Linked DNA regions of Oncorhynchus mykiss: region 1 is linked to region 2. Evidence: chromatin contacts called from public Hi-C data. All regions are on one chromosome and are shown on one strand. The core of a region is the stretch at or near the end of the contact, and the rest is flanking DNA. Distances in the headings are between cores, read along the strand shown.

Evidence for each region. A called contact is a pair of places that touch in the nucleus more often than the background predicts.
Region 1: a contact with region 2 is called in a Hi-C map of liver, with 4 times the contacts expected there. A contact is called at or near these places in 2 of 3 Hi-C or Micro-C datasets (blood and liver).

The regions. Positions count from the first base shown.
Region 1 is chr5:71,694,378-71,697,177 of USDA_OmykA_1.1, reverse strand. It overlaps fam20b (glycosaminoglycan xylosylkinase), which reads right to left and starts at 1,286. Exons shown (of 9, transcript XM_021604208.2): 1 at 1,140-1,286.
Region 2 is chr5:71,541,274-71,544,218 of USDA_OmykA_1.1, reverse strand. zyg11 (protein zyg-11 homolog) reads left to right here and starts at 1,476. Exons shown (of 18, transcript XM_021604200.2): 1 at 1,476-1,909. The coding sequence starts at 1,907. It overlaps LOC110524493 (cytochrome c oxidase assembly factor 7), which reads right to left and starts at 1,457. Exons shown (of 3, transcript XM_021604201.2): 1 at 1,023-1,457; 2 at 681-821; 3 at 1-413. The coding sequence starts at 1,128.

The sequences.
Region 1 (2,800 bases), core at 37-2,536, 150 kb before region 2:
GTTGTTGTGCTATTTGTGGCAGATAAGCAAACTGCCTGCAACATATCAAATGAGCCTGCATAACAATAGAGATACCTTTGAGATACCGTGAGCAACTTGTCCTTGCCAGAGTTATGTATTTATTCTAAATGTATGGCTCTGGTCCTTTCAAAAGAAAGGTTATTTAGGGAGCCCAAAATAGACATGAAACCGACTTGAGAATTAATTTAAAAAAATACACACTATACCAGAAAGTGTATGTACTGGGTAGTTAACTGAGGACAACCCGTGAATTAGCCGGCTAAGTTATACATATAAGCAACCCGTGTCTAGCAGTGCCGGTGGCCACGCAGGCAGGAATGACTCTAGTTGCATTCCACACAATCGGTAATTCATGGGACCAACTACATACACGTCCCACTACTGTGGAAACTCTACGCTAACAGTAGTTGGCCAGCTAGTTGTTTGAAAATCGCAAAGGCCCACACGGTTAGTTTGGCATTTAGCAAACGCTTCGTTGATTTTAGAATAAATCTGCATCGACAGCTGCTAACGCTACCGTATAGTCCGTTTTGCTTTCGTCCAGCAATGCAGTACTGGTTAGCTAGCCGGCTAGTTAGCTAGCCGGCTAATCGGGTGGTTAGCTAGCCGGCGAGTCGGGTGGTTAGCTAGCCGGCGAGTCGGGTGGTTAGCTAGCCGGCGAGTCGGGTGGTTAGCTATCCGGCGAGTCGGGTGGTTAGCTAGCCGGCGAGTCGGGTGGTTAGCTAGCCGGCGAGTCGGGTGGTTAGCTAGCCGGCGAGTCGGGTGGTTAGCTAGCCGGTTAGCTGGGCGATTAGCTAGCCAACTAGCAAAGAAACGGTTAGTTATCTAAGTTCGTTAGTTAGCTGCTACTTAGAAGTACAACCTGTCTAGTTAGTAGCTAACGTACTGATAGCTGACGAATTGCATCGATATTTTCCATATCAAAACTTGCGTTGAAAGCTGACAAGCGTGTGCTAACTAGCGAGCAAGCTAACAGACATTATCAAACATTCTATGAATGTGATTAAAAGGCTACTGATTACTTTAATGTTAGCTTGCCAACACCGTTGATTGCAAAGAAATAGCTAACGTTACCTCACAACAGCCATCGTATTAGCAAGTCTGATCAAATGGCTTACCTTTTCGATTACGGCTACTAGGTGTTAAACGAGATCAATGTGTTTTCAATGTTGTGTGTGAAATTGTGTATTATTCATCGATAGGCTGTCAAAAAAATCCGCGTTTCGTCAGCAACACTTAAACAGTTGTTCCGGGTCACGGAATTTTTCCAAATAAAAGTCCCCCACTTAATAGTGGAAAAATGAGACAACTATTGTAAAGTAGACTGTCTGTAGAGTGTGTATAATATGTATGGATTGAAGGTAGAAGCAGAAGTGTTTATTAGTTTACTCCAATTGGGGGATCCGTGGAAGGGTTTGCGGGGAATAATAATAAAGGTATATTCTTTTTAAAAAGTATGTATGTCTATATAGGTATGTGTATGTATATATATATATATATTTACCATATTTTTTTGGTAAATATATATATCCATACACACATGCATATATATATATATATATATATATATATATATATATATATATATATATATATATATGCATGCGTGTATGGATATATATATTTACCAAAAAAATATGGAGGATTGGAAATGATGCAGACAATTACATTGGAAGCAACATTCTTTCCGCAATATTAAGCTGATCCCCCCCCCCCTCCAAAAAAACAAAAACAAAAGAAAATAGTGGAAAAGTTTCAATAACTTGTATTTATTCATGATATATGACACATATGTCTAAACATAAACCAATGATTCATATTTAAGTTACATTTGCATAAAATGTGGGTTTTAAAACATGTCCCAAAGTCAGACAAATGTCCTCATTGCAAATCACTGTATACAGTAGAGGCTGCGGAGGGGAAGACAGCTCATAATAATGTCTGGAATGGAGCCAATTGAATGGCATAAAACCATGTGTTTGATCTATTTGATACCATTCCACTCCAGCCATTACCACGAACTCGTCCTCCCCAATTTAAGTGCCACCTACCTCCTGTGATGGAATACATATTGGCGTATAGAGCAAAAACTATTCTGGCTGGTGCAGTACAAGTATTGTAGGGAATACTTAGTAGGGTAATAGTAGAAAAGTGTCATTAACCTGTATTTAACAATGATTCGCATTTGTTTATATTTAAGTGACATTTGCATTAAATGTGGGTTTTAAAACATGTTCCAAGGTCAAATAAATGCCACCAATGCAATACACTAGCTATAGTATGAATTACATTTTGGCTTATAGAGAAAACTATTTTAGGTGCCGAAGTAAAATTGGGTTTGAGATTACTCACTAGGGTCTATAGAATATATATATATATATATATGTACACCTTCCAACAGGTCAACAACCCTAAGCACACAGCCAAGACAACGCAGGAATGGCTTCGGGACAAGTCTCAATGTCCTTGAGTGGCCCAGCCAGAGCCCGGACTTGAACCCGATCTAACATCTCTGGAGAGACCTAAAAAAAAACTGTGCAGCGATGCTCCCCATCCAAACTGACAGAGCTTGAGAGGATATGCAGAGAATGGGAGAATCCCCCCATATACAGATGTGCCAAGCTTGTAGCGTCATACCCAAGAAGCCTCAAGGCAGTAATCGATGGCAAAGGTGCTTCAACAAAGTACTTTGTAAAGGGTCTGAATACATATGTAAATGTCAATTCAGATTTTTTGTTATTTGCTAAAATGTCTTAAAACCTGTTTTTGCTTTGCCATT
Region 2 (2,945 bases), core at 227-2,726:
CTCCTGGAAGTGAAGCTCTTTCGCCCTGTTCTTAAGTTCCTCTGCTTTCTTCTCGTCCTTCTCCGCCCCGTCACCCAGTTTATACATACGACTGGCGTTGGCACAACCCCAGACGTGTCCTAGCTCACAGGCTCTTGTGGCATACCTCAGAGCCAGGCCCATGTCCTTACTCTGCTTCGGGGAGCCCTCGATATACATGGCACTAAGGTTGAAGCAGGAGGGTGCGAACCCCCCTGTACATGCCTTCTCATAGTACTGCCTAGCCACCCCTGGGTCAGGGCCGGATTCCATGGCTCGACCGTCATGGGCGAGGAGACCCACGTTGTGACACGCGTCCACAGACTTCTTACCGCCACTGCTGCAGGCCGTCATGAAGCAGGAGTAGGCCATTTTCAGATTCTCTGCAAATCCCCCTGGTAGAGAGATTTAGAACATGTTGCGCTTGACCACTTGGGGGATGGATTCAGGGTCTCTCTGTCTATTAGTACTTTATCATCCTAATATTTCTAATTAATAAGATGACTTGTCTTAAAACATTTGTCAAGCCAAAGCCATACTCTTTCTCTAATCAAATCTTTAAATATTGTACTTGGCTAGTTGAGAAACGCAAATTGTTTCAGGCTTTGCTGTTGTGATCTGCTAGTGAATAGGATTAAGTTTAGAGTGGTGTAGCTGTGTACCTTTGCCTTGGATATAGTAAGCCCCGAGCTTGTAGCAGCTTTCACCGTGTTTATAGGTCTCACAGTTGTGTTTGAGCACCTGGGCTGTAGACTCAAAGTTTTTCTTCACTCCCTCCATGTAGTCAGCAAGCCTTTGACACCCTGGCAGCAGAATACACGAGGTTAGACACAATAATGAGTTAGACGGTGTGAAGGTTATAGTACTACATGAGGCATAAAGACACCTTAACACCAAGCACAATCAGTGGTTCAGACCCCCAGTTAGGGGACAGCAAATGATGGACCATTTGCTTAACATCACTCCCTTCAGCACTGTATAGGACAGTGCACTTCGCTCCTTACCTTCAGGGTCCTTCTCTCTGTAACACTGGTAGCTGAATTCCACACCTATGTTATCCAAATACTGCTTCACCTCTTTTTCGTCCTCAAAGTTTATGAGTCCAGACATGATTCAAACGGTGCAGTGTCCGAAAAATACACTGTCTTATTAAAAACAACACGTGTTGAAAAGTCCAGAACTTCCTTGTGACCTTGGTGTTGAACTGATGAGGTAACAATTTAAGAAAGAGCTCGTCTGGTCCCGTTGAAAAACAATTTAAACGTATTTAGAGATCACCTTGATAGAGGACAATGTGACGGACATGCAGTGAATTATAATCTATTTTCGTTTGAAATAAATAAAAAAAAGGTAGAGATGCTCATTCCTGCTACTTTCTTCCTGGTTTTGTAATATACACGAAAGGGCTTCCGTAGTCCCGCCCCATCGACCGGTGATGTCCTTCCTGTGTCATTTTTTTTTAACGATCTGTCAACAAAAATAAAGCTACAATCTATCTGCAATGTTAAAGCTGATTTAGCACCCTAAATTTAAAAAATAAAGCTATCGTTAAAAACAAGTATGTGTGTAAATTTAGATTAGTGTCAGCCTTAAGCCTAGGTTAACTAACGGACATGGTTTGAAAATGAAGTCGAAACATTTTCACAACTATATTAATCGTTTTCCAGGAACATCGATTTTCTATCTTAGTTCGGTACCAACAAGTTAGCTAGCTTGTAGCTAACGTTAGAACGCTAGATAGCTAGTTATCACCTTGCAAAAAATAATCCAGCAAGATTAGGCTAGCTAAGTAGCAAGTTAACAAGGCAAACCGAGACGACTCGGCGTAGGTAGAGACCAATAGCGATATTGATCTTTGGTCGGGAGTCAAGCCTGCAATTTCTTGAAAATGGTGAGTTTTGTTTTCGATATCAATGTCTAGCATTCAATTGTCGTGCATTGTCGACAAGGATCAGCAAGGCATCGAACAATGCATACCAGTAGCAAGCTAACTAGTCTTCGTTAGATATCTGCTGAAATTTGATCTACGTCGTTAACTAGTTAAACCTTCTTTTTTTTTTTTTAGCTCAGGAGGATGGATAATTATCTAGCGATCATTGCTCGTTATTTTGGGGTTTGACAACAGCCCACCACTCCAGACATACTCTACCTCCTGGGAGTTATGGGTATCAGGTCTCATTGGCGACCATTTTAACTTTGGCCATATGCTTGGTATGCCATTTGGGAGTGCTGGCATACACTATATATACAAAAGTAAGACACACCTTCAAATTAGTGGATTCGGCTGTTTCAGACACACGTGTATAACATCGAGCACACAGCCATGCAATCTCCATAGACAAATATTGGCCTTACTGAAGAGCTCAGTGACTTTCAACGTGGCACCTTCATAGGATGCCACCTTTTCATCTAGTCAGTTCGTCAAATGTATGCCCTGCCAGAGCTTCCCCGGTCAACTGTAAACAATGGCTCAGTGTACACAAGCTTACAGAACAGAACCACCGAGTGCTGAAGCACGTAGCGAGTAAAAACCGTCTGTCCAATGTCAGCACAATAACGTTTAGTTGGGAGCTTCATGACGAACAGTTATTGTGCAGATGTTGCTTCAAGGTTTCCATGGCCGAGCAGCCACACACAAGCCTATGATCACCATGTGCAATGCCAAGCATTGCCTGGAGGGGTGTTAAGGTCGCCGCCATTGGACTCTAGAGTAGTGGTAACGTGTTCTCTGAATTGATTAATCACACTTCACCATCTGGCAGTCAGACGGACAAATCTGGGTTTGATGGATACCAGGAGAACACTACCCGCCCCAATGCATAGTGCCAACTGTTTAGTTTGGTGGAGGAGGAATAATGGTCTGGGGCTGTTTTTCATGGTTCGGGCTAGGTCTCTTGGTTCCAGTTAAGGGAAATCTTAATGCTACA